Regions from separate parts of the Xenopus tropicalis genome. Here region 2 is linked to region 1. Evidence: chromatin contacts called from public Hi-C data. All regions are on one chromosome and are shown on one strand. The core of a region is the stretch at or near the end of the contact, and the rest is flanking DNA. Distances in the headings are between cores, read along the strand shown.

Region 1 (6,910 bases), core at 1,285-3,784:
TACTTTACTTTCTGGGCCCAGAGCTTTGTTGGGGTAAATGAAAAAAATATAGAAGAGTATAAGCACCACTGATTTTCTAATATTCATGGGTTAATGTCCAACCTATACGGAAAGTGATTAAAACTGTACCTGAACTTTATCCAGTTATCTTCACATGGGTGCTCCTCCTTCCCAAGGCCCTCAGAATTGTAAGTCTGATTTGAAGCAGATCCAACCCCAGAAAGGTTGCAGAGAGGGAGATCATCTGTCCAGCTCTGCTGCTCCTAGGGAAACAGAAATGCAATGCCATTTAAAGAAATAAAAAACATATGCAAAGGAAAAATATGAAATGTAGAATATGCTTGGGACTACACTGTCAAACCCATGACTGTGGATACGAGTGTACGAGCCATTTAGCATTGTTCTCATGCTATTGCGTTGAGTAAATTGTATAATTAAACAATAAACTTCAATATATTGTGATCCTTGCTCTAATAGGAGCAATACACTGTACACTGAGGGCAATGGCACAGCTGATTCAGGATGCACTCATTCTTCCTGCTAAAATGCACCAACAATATGCTATAAATTGCCTCCAACTGCTTCCTACATGAAATCTGTGACAAATACAGTACAGGTGATTTTCAGGACCCAGCTTTTTCATGTGATTTGCATACGAAGCAACAGGGCGATTACAGGCATTGCAAGAAGACAAAACAACGGAAATTTAGTCTCCAAGCATTCAGTCTCACTTCAGTACTCTTTTCCTACACTTCACCATCCTGTGACAAAATGAGTTTATGTAATTGTTGCTACAACACAGTCCCATCTTTCATCCTCCAAGCTCTATAAAATAGTATATTGCATCAAATTAAGGAGAATATTTGCATCAAACTAAGAGAAAAGGCTGCACTCCTTCATGTAAAAAAATACATGGCAGGGTGCATGAGCCTATGATTAAGAGTTTATTACCAAAACGCATCAGACCCTACCATGCCCTCAAATGTTTTTCCCATTTGTGCCATTAATCTGGTGAGTTACTTTACCAGCATAAAAATAAAAGGGACTGAGTATTAGTACGTGATTTGCATGCATGATGTATGCATCCCTTTTCATGTACACCACTTTGGAATATGCTGGCATAAAAATACATTATAATTAAAAAGATGCCTGGAAATATATCTACGCATTTGTTGGTTTTAATTAGTGGTGCTTGCAAAGCATCACTTCTATTATCTCACAGGCTTATTATTATTCTTCCGTACAAAAGTTCGGCACGGAACTTGTCCCGCACCGTTTGTCGTAGACCCATGAGTGAGGTGTCAAATCGTGTGGCCTATTCGGGAATGGGGTGCTATGTCTTTTCTAAGGGGTTGGTGGTTAATTGCCCCTGCAGGGGGCAATTAACTGGCCCAAAAATCCCATAGACTTAACATTGAGGCCAACTTTGACGGATTGTAGCGCAGAGAGGGAATTTTTTCGAAACGTGAAATTTACCACATTTGAAGAGGTTTGCAACCTGTGTCAGAAGATACCCCGCACAAGGGTATAAGTTTTACCCCCGGGGCAAGAGAGGTCCCCAAATTTGCCCCATTGACTTATAATGGGGATTTTGGCAAATAACTAGTTTGTCGTAGACCCATGAATGAGGTGTCAAACCGTGCGGCTTATTCGGGAATGGGGTGCAATGACTTTTCTAGAGGGTGGGCGGTTAATTGCCCCAGCAAGGGGCAATTAACCAAACTGAAGGAAACATTGTAATATTGGGGCACGAATTTTGCCACGGCAAGCACCACTCACATTTTGTTCAGGAAATGTACCTCTCTAGTTCTCAGTATGCTATTCCCTGTGCTACAGAACAGGATGAGCTGCCCTACACCCTCATTTCTACCCATCAGTGGGAGCTCTTCCCATGAGTTGGGTGGAAGCCCTGTCTGGATTACACGCATCATCACCTTAAAAGCTTAAAAGAAAAAAGTGTGATTCTTGTATATTGTCTCCTGCACTGTGGAAACAAATAGCATTGTTACATGTATATTAATCTCTAAAACACTGCAGAATGTTGCCTTTGATTTACCAAGAGTGCATCACACAACATAGGAGAATCCTTCATTTACTCTAGAAATACCTTCACAACTTAGTATTACTATTAAAACACATATTTATAAACCGCTAACAGATGTTGCTCCCATGCTGCACTGCTCCTGCCTATATAAATACTGCATGTATCTATGACTGGGCAACATCCCCTTCCTTCTATCACCACTGTTGTTTTCTTTTCTGCCCCGACATTGCAACGTTTTCCAGGCAGAACATTATTAGCCAACCTATTGTTACTTGCCCCGCTCGCTTCACACCCACTGACAGTGCCTCACCGCTGCACAATAATCTCACCGCTTACACTATGCAGAAGATTCCTTCTCGGCGCAGCCATATTTGCACTAGGAGTGACGCCGCCAATCAGACGTGGGTCACGTGATTGAGCCTAACGCGGAAGCAGGAAGCGGTGATTTGGGAAGAGAGACTGGCGTGCATTCTGGCTCACTTGGGATGCTCAGAACGGAGCAATAGGTTGGCTTCCTTGTTTCATTTTACTCTTCGTACTTTTGTAGCCGTAAACGCCGGAATATAACGCATCGTCCCTTAAGAATTTAAATTACAGATAATGCGTTAACATATACACTCGTATGCAGTAAAAGGCACAGAGTTTGCCATGCTGTGGTAACCTATAGCAACTAATAGCATATTTGCTTTAACTGAAGAGATAAGTAAAAGCTGCCTGATGATTAGCTGCTGTAGGCCAGGGATCCCCAACCCTTCTTACTCCTGAGCCACAGTCAAATGTAAAAAGCCTTGGGGAGCAACACAAGCACCATAAAAGTTCATGGAGGAGCCAAATAAGGGCTAAGATTGGGTATTAGGGCCTCTATGCACACTATCAGCTTACAGGGGGCTTTATTTGATAGGAAATCTTGTTTTTATTCAACCAAAACTTGCCCCCAAGTCAGGAATTCAAAAATAACTCCCTGGTTTGGGGGCACTGAGAGCAACATCCAAGGGGTTGGTGAGCAACGGTGCCCCCCCGAGCCTGGGGATCACTGATGTAGGTAGTGCTGGGCGGTATACCGGTTTAACCGGTATACCGGTTTTTGAAAAAAAAAACGATATGATTTTTGAACATACCGGTATGCGCGCCTCCTGCAGTTTTTATCCAATTACATCCGGGTTGCGCCCGTGCGCACGTGACGTCGGCGCGCATGTGACGTCGCTAGGACGCATCGCTGGAGGAACCACAAGTTGGGTAAGTTGGGCTGGGGTTGTGGCTGTGGCTGGGGCTGGGGCTGGGGGGGTTGTGGCTGGTGCTGGGGTTGGGGGGTTGTGGCTGGTGCTGGGGTTGGGGGGGTTGTGGCTGGTGCTGGGGTTGTGGCTGGGGCTGGGGGGGTTGTGGCTGGGGCTGGGGGGGTTGTGGCTGGTGCTGGGGTTGTGGCTGGGGCTGGGGGGGTTGGGGCTGGGGCTGGGGGGGTTGTGGCTGGTGCTGGGGTTGGGGGGGTTGTGGCTGGGGTTGGGGGGGTTGTGGCTGGGGCTGGGGGGTTGTGGCTGGGGTTGGGGGGGCTGTGGGGGTTGTGGCTGGGGGGGCTGGGGTTGTGGTGGTTGGGGTTGGGGGGTTGGGGGGGGTTGTGGCTGGGGGGGCTGGGGTTGGGGGGGTGGGGGGGCCACCAATATTTATTATTTATTTTTTATTTATATACCGTCAAATACCGTGATACCGATATAATTTTGAAAAATACCGTGATATAAATTTTTGGTCATACCGCCCAGCTCTAGATGTAGGTGATTGGCCCTGTAGAAAGCTGAGCGTCTATTATGACGTAACCCTCATTTTTCCAGTAGATTTATTTTTATAGTGCTACTTGTTTACAGAGCACTGTACAGCAGAACAATAAATTAACAGAACAAATGGGGTCAAGAAACTATTAAAATACAAAGTACAGTTACGTTAAAGATTAAGCGCTAAGTGTCAAAGAGACAAAAGGACTTCATTTATCTGCTCTTTTGAAACGTATAGAACCATCGCACAAAGCCCTCCCATAAGGGCAGGGCCAGGGGCACACCAGGCATGGCAAAGGTGACCTTGGATCATGTCAGATCAGGGTTGACATCTCAGCCAGGCATGGGGAGAACACACAAGTACCTTGTTGATAGTGCCGATGTTGTAATCAAACTTACCTCCCAACTTCTGAATTCCCAAAAACATGACAACCCATTCCCCCTTGTTTTCCCAGTCCATGCCTAAGTAAGGGCAATTAGGAGATGTGCTTTCCTGCAACCATGTGGAATGTAGCCCAACTAGTCATAGCTCCCAATGGTCCCAGTATCTATGGGACAGTCCTGAATCATATACCCCAACAGATGTAGGTCTTACAGGAAAGCAGATGAATTTTCTTTTGGGGGGGGGTCAAGGGTCATGTCTGCATGTAACTGGGTCATGGTTAAATTATCCTGTTTTATAAACCTTGAATAATGGAAGAGGCAGCATTATTCTAGATATTTTCATTTAATCCAAACTATTTTCTAATGTACTTTTGTATGGACAATTATTTATTAGGTAAGCTGTGCAGTCCATTGCTGTCCTAAAATCAGACCCCCCCCCCCCGGTGATAGCTAGCCTGTTGACATATTCCCTAAGGTTCTGGATCAGTAGTATAAAGTTAGCTAATTGTTACATGCAGGAGGTGCTACTGAGCCCACCCAGTAATTGAAACAGTCTTCCTAAGGATTACATTGGGGGAGTGGTGAAGGTAAGTATTGGAGTTAAATTAGAGTAAAATGTTTGCTTACCCCAGAAAATAATTTTACAACAAACCAATCATCTGCTTTTTAAACTCCATTTATTCGCCAGTTTAACACTAAGAAAAAAAGGTGCATCAACACTGTCTAAACTTCCAGGTATAAATGTTTTTTTTTGTTTTACACAAATATACCTGATTCCACAGACTGAAGGACACACCATGATGACTCCTATTGCCCAAGATCCCTTATGCTGAGAGTGTAATGCAACACCCTCCTTTACTTTGTTCCATTGAAAAGTAATAAATTCTCTCTGCTTTTTGTAGTGGGTGGTGCACAAATTGGCTGGAAAGCAGAGGTACTTCAAGTCCCAGAATCCATCACCCCACAATGGAAAAAGATAAGGGAGGGGGTTTCATTACAGTGAGATTCTACAAGGAAGGGGGCTTTTATGGTTTCCTTTCAATCTGTAAAGTGTGTAAAAAATAACACGTTTAGGTGCTTTTATACCTTTTCTATGTAAGCCCAATTAATTGAGCTTATATCAAACTGGCGAGTATATTTTCCCTTTAACTCCAAGTGTATCTGTAAGTGTAGAGATACTTTCTATTCATGAAATAAATTAAGGCTTTTGTGAACCTGACATTCATTTAACTTCAATAATATTTTATTTATGTTAAACACAAAACTGGTTGAGTTTAATCTGATTTTTCGGAATACACAGCTCAAGGGTCCTCAGTAGTGGCTACTAGACATTATTCTAGTAGCAGTATTCTAGTAGAGGAAAGATAATCTGGAACAAAGCAGAGGTTTCTGATATTTCCTTTTTTAAAATTAATTTCCGTGCCTTATCTCCAGTTAAGGCCATTTATAGGGCGGCTGCCCATCAGTCTGGATTAGTGGTGCATGGGTTGGCATGTAATCCATGGGTTTGAGAGTCAAAACCAAGCTATTTCTGCTGATTATAGGGGTGGCTAGCCAGACTTCACACCCTTGGTTGTGTTATCTGTTTGTACCCTCTACTTAGGTGATGTCAAGACTAGGTCATAAAAATAGCTGAGATTTGGACAGATGCTGGTACTTAACATCAGACCCAATCATTTCTAATCTGGAGGGATTCTGAGTCTGACTACCCACCTTTGCTTTAAAATGGCTAAAATAAATTTTACTTCCCTGCCGTCCACTATGAACAATAATAAGGAATCCTTATAGTAAGCTAAATGTTGGCACCATCTAGTGATACATTTTTAGATTACACAGAATATAGGGCAAGGCTTTCAAGCCAATGTTCCAGATATCTGCAAATAAATTCCACTGAAAGATGCATTCATTAATATGCTTAATTAAAAAAAAAACTGCTGATTTTGGATGTCAATTTTTTGCAGTGGGTTTCCACTGTCTGCCTTGGGGTTACATGGCTTTTTTCTGGTGCAACCACAGAACACAGCTCCTTTGCAGGTAAGACTGGCAAGGATCTGTTTCTTCTGGGGCTTGTTGGACTTAAGGTGGCCATACATACTATATTAATTCTTTGGTGTACTGTAGAGTGTACTCCCCCCAGTTATTATTTACTAATCTTTGCTTTTTTTTGCTGTGATAAGGGGTTTCCTCAAATTCCCTGAAGTAAAAAAATACCTACGGTTCAGGTCTCAGATGCTCTGGTTTTTTTAAAGGCCTGCAGTACTGCAACCTGTGGGCTTTATGAGGCATTGATAGTTACTGAAAAGAAAGGAGAAAGGGTACATAGAACACCCTATAAATGACATCTGAATTAGCAGCACAGTTGTACACATAATCATTTATTAGCATGGCCTATATGGGGCATAGAGCTGAGCATATAAGTAGCAGGTCCAGTCTCAGCACTCCACTCGGGATTTAGTCAAATCAATAGGACAAAGTCACAGTAAATAATCCAAGGTAGAACAATGCATATTGCGTGCCTAAGCCTTGTCCCATGGAGATGGGATGAACTGCAAAATGTTTAACTTTTAGTATGATGTATGTGGTATTTTAAGACAATTTGCAATTGGTCTTCATGTTATATTTGTGGTTTTTTAATGTTTTAACTTTTTATGTAGCAGCTCTCAGTTTGGAATTCCAGCAGCTATCTAGTTACTGGGGTCCAAATTACCCTAGCAGCCAT
Region 2 (7,723 bases), core at 3,557-6,056, 200 kb before region 1:
ACCCTCACAGAGCAATAGTGTTTGGCTGCTGGGGTCAGTGACCCCCTTTTGAAAGCTTGAAAGAAAAAAGCAAATAATTTAAAAACTATAAAAAATGAAGACCAATATAAAAGTTGCTAAGAATTAGCCATTCTATAACATTCTAAAAGTCAAATTTAAGGACCCCTTTAAAACAATTTATAGAATTACATTCTGTTATGATCACTATTTGTCTATAAGTCCCCTTATTAAAATTCTGATAAAATATTAGTCTGAAAACTCAACTTTCAACAACAAGCATATCTTTTATTTTAGTGCTCATTGGCCTGATATCACCCACCTTAGGTGGGCATATGTATGTATGTATGTATGTATATCTTTATTTATAAAGCGCTGCTTATGTACGCAGCGCTGTACAGTAGAATACAAAGTATAAATACAAAGTATAACAATAAATACAAATAAATACAAGATACAGTTACAGTTGCAATAAGTTAAGAGTCAAAGACACAAGAGGAAGGAGGTCCCTGCCCCGTAGAGCTTACAATCTATATGGGAGGGTAACTTACAGATACAAATAGGCAAATATAAGTGCTGTAGGTCACAGTGGGTGACACTACAATATAAGTGCTATTTCCCAGATCAGGTGCTGGGTGAGTGCTCCAAAAGGTAGTCTTTTAGTTTGGTTTTAAAAAGACTGAGAGAGGATTCTCTCCGGAGGAAATCAGGGAAGGCATTCCAAATGTAAGGGGCAGCAAGGCAGAAGGGTTTAAGGCGGGAAACCGCAGTAGTAGTGGGGGGGGGGGGTGCAACCAAACGATTGCTTTGCGAGGAACGAAGGAGTCGGCCAGGAACGTACGGAGACACAAGGGAAGAGATGTAGTGAGGAGCAGAGGAATGGAGGGCTTTGAAGGTTAAGAGAAGGAGTTTGTAAGATATTCTTTGTTTAATAGGAAGCCACAATAAGGCCTTTAGCAGGGGAAGGGCCTGAACTCTCCTGGATGAGAGGAGGAGAATTCTGGCAGCAGTATTTAATATAGACTGTAGGGGGGAAAGATGGGAGTTAAGGAGGCCGGTTAATAGCAGGTTACAGTAGTCCAGTCGTGACAGAATGAGAGCATGCATGAGCAGCCTAGCTGTTGCAGTAGAGAGAAAGGGACGGATTTTGGCAATATTGCGTAAGAAAAAGTGACAGGTTTTGACAGTGGAGTTAATGTGGTTAGAAAAGGAGAGACTGGAGTCAAAGGTCACCCCCAAACAGCGTGCCGAATCGACAGGGTTGATGAGGGTGCCATCAATAGAGATAGAAAAGGGGGGGGGGGTAGGACCAGGCTTAGGCGGAAAGATCATTAGTTCAGTTTTTGTTAGGTTCAGTTTAAGGTGGCGTTGGTTCATCCAGTTAGAGATAGCTAGGAGGCAGTTAGAGATTTGAGTCTCAGTTTCAACTGTTAATGAAGGGGTCGACAGATAAATTTGGATATCGGGAGAAGATCCGCACATTTGACAACCTCTTACTGTGTATGGCCAACTTTAATATACTTTAAAGAGGACCTGTCACCCTAAGACATAGCTTTACTTACGCTATATAAATAATATAAATCTAGTTTCCTTTCGTCTTGGAATTACTCAAAGCAAGCAGGCAGGCACCATTTTATGGACACTGTTATGAAGACAAACTTTGTATCATGACAAAATCTTGTTTATGCCCCAGAATGGGGGACCAGATGCCCATGCACTGGCTACACAGTTAGATGAGGAGGAGGGAGGGGGAAAGTGTGATGTGCAGTGACATCTATGTAGTGCTGAACGGAAAGCTAAAGTTATTGTCTGCCCCGCCTCTATGCCTAAGGCATAGAGGTGGGGCAAGCAATATATGATTGACAGCTGGGATTTGTAAATGCCTTTATAATGAGTTTGGATGTGTTAATATAAAAATGAATTTGGGTTTCATGTTTAATTTAAAAAGGACTTTTATTATACAGCTTTTTATGTCTGGGTGACAGGTCCACTTTAATGATTGTTTCTGCAATTATTAATCTGTCCACTAGGTGATGCTGCAGTGTAATGCAAGCCTATAAAGAAAAAATAACTATTTAAAGATCCAGTAATCGACGGCTATTTATATACTTGGAGATATTAGAAATTGAACTATTTTTTAATTCTTAACATTTAATATCTACTATTGTAAGATGAAAAAGTAGAAAATCATAAGACAGCACAATCTCATATGCTGTATACTGATACCTATAATAACAGTAGATCTTATGATCACAATAGCCTTGTATATGAATATGTTTGTTCAAGAAGTCATTCATGCCACTCTTAAAGGCATTAATAGCTTTTTTTGTTTCCATACATGAAAGTGTAGCTTCTTTCTGAAAAAAACCCTCATTTTGGCCAAGACACAAAACATTTCATTTAATTTAACCTACTCTGATTTCAAGCTTTTCCTCACCCACATATCGATTTAACCAAATTAAGTTTGAATTTCCAATTCTCTCAGGTGTATTCATTTAAAACGGTCTATCATTGCTAACCTTCATCACAATCCATAAGTTTAACAAATAATTACAGGTTTTCACAGCCACAAGTAGTATCTGGGGAGCTGAATTCTTCTAATCAGAAAAGCCAATGATTATAGAAGGCACAAATGCCTATTTCAGTGGTCTGCACTTTGTCTAAATCTGCCAGAACACGTTGGTATCTTCATTGTGGGTATTTTCTTGAACTGAGTTTGAATTCAGTTTTACATAAAGCCTATACCTTAATTTACCAACTGTGAGGGTCACTTGCGCCATTAGTGTTGGACAGGCCTTGGACAGGCATTCAGTGGGTTCTGGAATAACCCAGAGAGGCTTCTGTAAGATGCCATAGGCATTCACTAATAACTGAGGGTGTGGGGTTTGTTTGGGCTGCTCCTTACCTGAAAAACCTATTTTAAACCTCAGTCAGGACGGTTTCCTCTAGTACAGAATATATACACACTTCAGCATTTTTTACAATGCCAGAAGCACAACTGGCCATACTAGTCATGATAAATTATCTCCAGCTGCTCTACAAGAGAAAGAGTAATCACAAACACGGCGGAAATAACAAGCTGGAGATTATAGGGGTGCCAACAAATATTGCACCTCGGTCAAGTTCTTAGCAACAGCAGGGTTATATACAGACCATTTATGACTTTAAAGGAACAGTAACACCAAAAAATGAAAGTGTATAAAAATAATTAATATATTATATACTATTGCCCTGCACTGGTAAAGTTGTGTGTTTTCTTTATAAACACTACTACAGTTAATATAAATACCCTGCTGTGTAGCCATGGGGGCAGCCATTTAAATTGAAAAAAGGAGAAAAGATTCCCATTGTATTCTACACAGTTTATCTGTTATCTTCTTATGTAACCTGGGCCTTTTCTCCTTTTTTCAATTTAAATGGCTGCCCCCATGGCTACACAGCAGCTATTTATATAAACTATAGTAGTCTTTCTGAAGCAAACACACAACTTTTACCAGTGCAGGGCAACAGTACATTATATTTTAATTATTTTAAAACATTTTTATTTTTTAGTGTTACTGTTCCTTTAAAGGGGACCTGTCACCCTAAGAAATAATTCCAGATTGTTTTCACTTGTGTTTGTCAAGCAAAATACATTTAATTTACACCATATAAATTAGTTTAATCTTATTTTCTTCAGTCTTGGAATTCACAGTTGCAGCAAGCAGGGAGGTGCCATTTTGTGGACACTGTTTAGGCAAGCTTTGTATCACCCCAAAATCTTGTTTCTGTGCCTGTATGGGGGGACCTGATGCCCATGCACTGGTTACACAATTAGATGGTGAGGAGGGAGGGGGAATGTGAGGAGTACAGTGACATCTAAGAAGTTCTGAATTGAAAGTGAAAGTAACTGCCTGCCCCACCCCTATGCCTAAGGCATAGAGGTGGGGCAGGCAATATATGATTGACAGTTGGGATTTTTAAATGCTTTTATAATGGGTATGGATGTGTTAATAAAGAAATGAGTTTGGGTTTCATATTCAATTTGAAAAGGACTTTTATTATACAGCTTTTTATGCCTGGGTGACAGGTCCACTTTAAGTAAAATAAAAAGTGTTTCAGTTGTGATTGCGGGTTACTTCACACAACACAAGCTAATAAAGTTGCTCCCTGTGGGGGGGGGGGGGTAAAGCTGTAGTGAAGGGGTTAAAGCTGTATGGGGGGGGGGGGGGGGGCTCAGCCTTCCCTCAGACATAGGGCAAACTTCTTGTATACTTAAATATACCAGAAAGCCATATAGTTAGGCTCAAACTGAAAACTCCATTCCCCCTGCTCTACATCCCTGGAACTAGAGAACGGCTTGATGGCTAAGCGGGATTGAACTGAATATTACTGCGGGAAACATTTTACAGGCAGCCTCTCATTCTAAGTTTGCGCGGGAATTGAATCCCCTACGAACATTAACTCAAAGTGAACAAAGTACCGCATTATTATGAAGCAAAAGTGACACATTTGCCCACAGGGCTAGTGAACAAAACGTTCTATATAAAATGTACATTCAAAGGAAAACACAAAGGGGCGCAACTCGTATCGCACGGAGTGTTTGGCACCCGTGTGACAGGAATTTCTGAAAATACAGAAGTCGTGCGCAAGCCCCTCCCCCCGTCCTACGCAAGCCCCTCCCCCCGTCCTACGCAAGCGGAAATAAACTCAGCCGCAGTTACTAAGAGACAAGGGTTATTTAAGGAAGTGTACGCGGCTAAGCCGGAAGTGGCGTGCCGAGCCTGCCGGAAGTTGTTTATTTTAAGCACGCGTGCATTGGAACCGGGAGCCGCGGGGATGTCTGTGTCACTGCTCAGGAAAGGCTTGGATTTGCTTAGGGAGGAAAGGAGCGGTAAGGATAGGGCAATTGCCTAGTTTGGAAGGGGCACTGTAGGGGACGTATCCGTGTAAACATGAATTTCCACCCCCAGCATTTAACAACATATAAATAAGGCTAAAAGCCTTCTGGAAGTTGTAGTCCAGCAATATGTATGGGCTCAAGATTCTTATCACAAGTTGCAAATAATGCGCAATGTTCAATGAGTGATGGTTTTTACTGTAAAGAAAAGTACAAAGTTGTGTGACCTGTACCATTCCCCTTTAACCTGTACAGGTGCAGAGTCAAGCTCCAAGAAAAGAAACTCAAGCAGCAAGCCGAAGCCCTGCCTTTCCAGCAGCAAAACCGGCATGAGAAAGCAACTGCGGCGGCTGAAGCAGCAGGGACTGCGGCACGACCAGAAAGCAACTGCTAAAGGCAGGGTGATACGGTCCGCTGTAGGTGAGCATTATATGTCATCCCACTGCCTTGCTTTGTATGTATGTATATCTTTATTTATAAAGCGCTACTTATATACGCAGCGCTGTACAGTAGAATACATTAATACAAACAGGGGGTTAATAAGATAATAGATAAATAGAAAGTATAACAATAAATACAGCTGCAATAAGTTAAGAGTCGAGGACACAAGAGGAAGGAGGTCCCTGCCCCGTAGAGCTTACAATCTATATGGGAGGGTAACTAACAGACACAAATAGGCAAATATAAGTGCTGTAGGTGACAGTGGGTGACACTACAATATAAGTGCCAGTTTTGTAATCACTTGAGTGATCTAAAGGGTTACCCATAGAAAACAGTAGTTTAAAGGAGACATATCCTATAAAAACTAAGAATGTACCAGTAAATTATACTCCTCTAAATATAGAAGGATTGTGCTTAAAAATGTTGTGTTTCTGACTGATTTATTGAGAAATTCCATCAAAACTCCACTAGCCCCGCCCATCTGTTCCACTTCCTGCGGGCTGTGATTGGCTTTCTCCTAACTACTGTGCATCTGGCAGGGACCGTTGGGACACGCCCACTCTTCATTTCACACTGGACGGAGACGTGATAGGATCTATAGGGAGCTCCAATAAGGGGGCCATTGTTACAGATAGGGTTAATGTTTAGCCCAAAGGGAAACCAGCACCGTATATTATTCATAATTGCCTACAAAATAATTGTTTTTCCCCATTTATCCAATATGTCTCCTTTAAAGCTGATGCCACACCAGGCGGATTCTCATAATGCAGAAAAACCTAGACTGAGAATCAGCTCCAGCACTGGCATCAGCCTCCTTTCTTGCCAGAACTATTGAATTGGCTGGGTGCAGGCACACGCAGCGGGAATCTTTGAAGAAACAAGAGTTTGCATTTCAGAGTCGATATCCCACAAGAGCAGACTGTGATTCAGTGGTTCCGGGTGCAGGCAAAGAAGACTGTTGCCAGTATAAGGCCTGATTTTCGGTCTTTGTTTTTCCACAGGCCGAGAATCAGCCCTTTGTGGCATCAACCTTTGCTTAAGAAAAGCACATCAATTAAGTTCATCTTTTAATTTTAAGTCAGGGCTGAATACTCGGCATGTTTGTATGACATTAGGAATTTAATATAATCTAACTCACAAACTAATTTAGCATATTCCAAAGGAAAAGGAATAACCCTATCCAAAGCAGCCTTCCACTTCCCTCAGAAAGGAAGCAATCGTTCCACTGCAAACTGGTATATTGGGCAGTTTTTGGATTTATATTGTACTGATGTATTAATGACAGTAACCTTGTACTGCTTTGCTTGATAAAAGGTATCCAACGCTTACGGAAGTTAATTGTTGCCAATACAACTGTTAGTGTGTCCTACTACTATTTCCACCTTTTTCCACTCCTTGAGGGCAATGAAATGTTTTTGGGTTTTTTTGCTACTTGTGGTAAACAAAACATCAACTGTATGTTTTTTCTCCCTGTAAACCGTTGTGGCTAATAACTGCCCTAAACTGGACCTTTTTGCATTTTAGAGGACTGTACCCTTTGCAGGGCAAACCACATTTATATCAGAGGTAGGCACCACATGTGAGGGTAGCTGCAAACAATGTGTCCTCCTTCCCTCTACTTCCTTCTAATCTCAGTGGGTGCCCTTGGACTGTCTGTAAATTAACATCCAGAAAGCTCATTGATCTCTTCATAACAAATTCAGCATGCACCAAATCCATAATTGTTGGAGTTGGCTATATCATCCGCAACAGATTGATCCAAATACACAAGATAATGCGAAGCCATATATGCACATTTGATTCAAGTCAACAACATTGCAACTGAAATATGTCACCTTCAGTTGTCCAGTTTGAAATTTCATGGTATTACGGTTTCTGGGAAACACTAGGCATTCAACTAGATTTAAAATTTTTGGAGAAAGATCCTGTTTCCCATGATAACCTCTTTTAGATTGTATATTATCTTGACCTCACCATCCTAACCACATAACCAAGACCCTTCATTGTGTTTAGTGCACTGAAAGGGAAGAAATATTCTATGTATATTCAATATAGTCTTTTCAGCTTAAAGGATTACTGTAATTGGACAACATGTTTTCCCATGACACATCAGTTAATAGAGCTTCTCCAGCAGAATCCTGCTGGTTTTAATTTTGAAATTTCACATGGGGCTAGCCATACTCTTCATTTCCCAGGGTGCCACAACCATGTGACCTGTGCTCTAATAAACTGCAGTCACATGCTGAGCTGCAAGTTAGAGTGATATCACCCCTTTCCCAGAAGCCTATCAGCAGAACAAGGGAGGAACATAGCAGCTCCCAGTAGGTATCAGAATAGCACTCAATAGAAAGAAATCCAAGTCCAGTTTGGGACTCCTCCAGTTACATGGGAGTAGGAGAAACAATA

What was found. Hi-C and Micro-C count contacts between places; a contact is called where the count stands out from the background.
Region 2: a contact with region 1 is called in a Hi-C map of neurula embryo, with 2.7 times the contacts expected there. The contact joins the promoter of rps19bp1 here to the promoter of tab1 in region 1. A contact is called at or near these places in 2 of 5 Hi-C or Micro-C datasets (brain and neurula embryo).

What each region holds. Positions count from the first base shown.
Region 1 is chr4:120,872,434-120,879,343 of UCB_Xtro_10.0, reverse strand. tab1 (TGF-beta activated kinase 1/MAP3K7 binding protein 1) reads right to left here and starts at 2,534. Exons shown (of 11, transcript NM_001016463.2): 1 at 2,381-2,534; 2 at 130-263. The coding sequence starts at 2,413.
Region 2 is chr4:121,078,534-121,086,256 of UCB_Xtro_10.0, reverse strand. It overlaps rps19bp1 (ribosomal protein S19 binding protein 1), which reads left to right and starts at 4,806. Exons shown (of 4, transcript NM_001044432.1): 1 at 4,806-4,870; 2 at 5,132-5,296. The coding sequence starts at 4,816.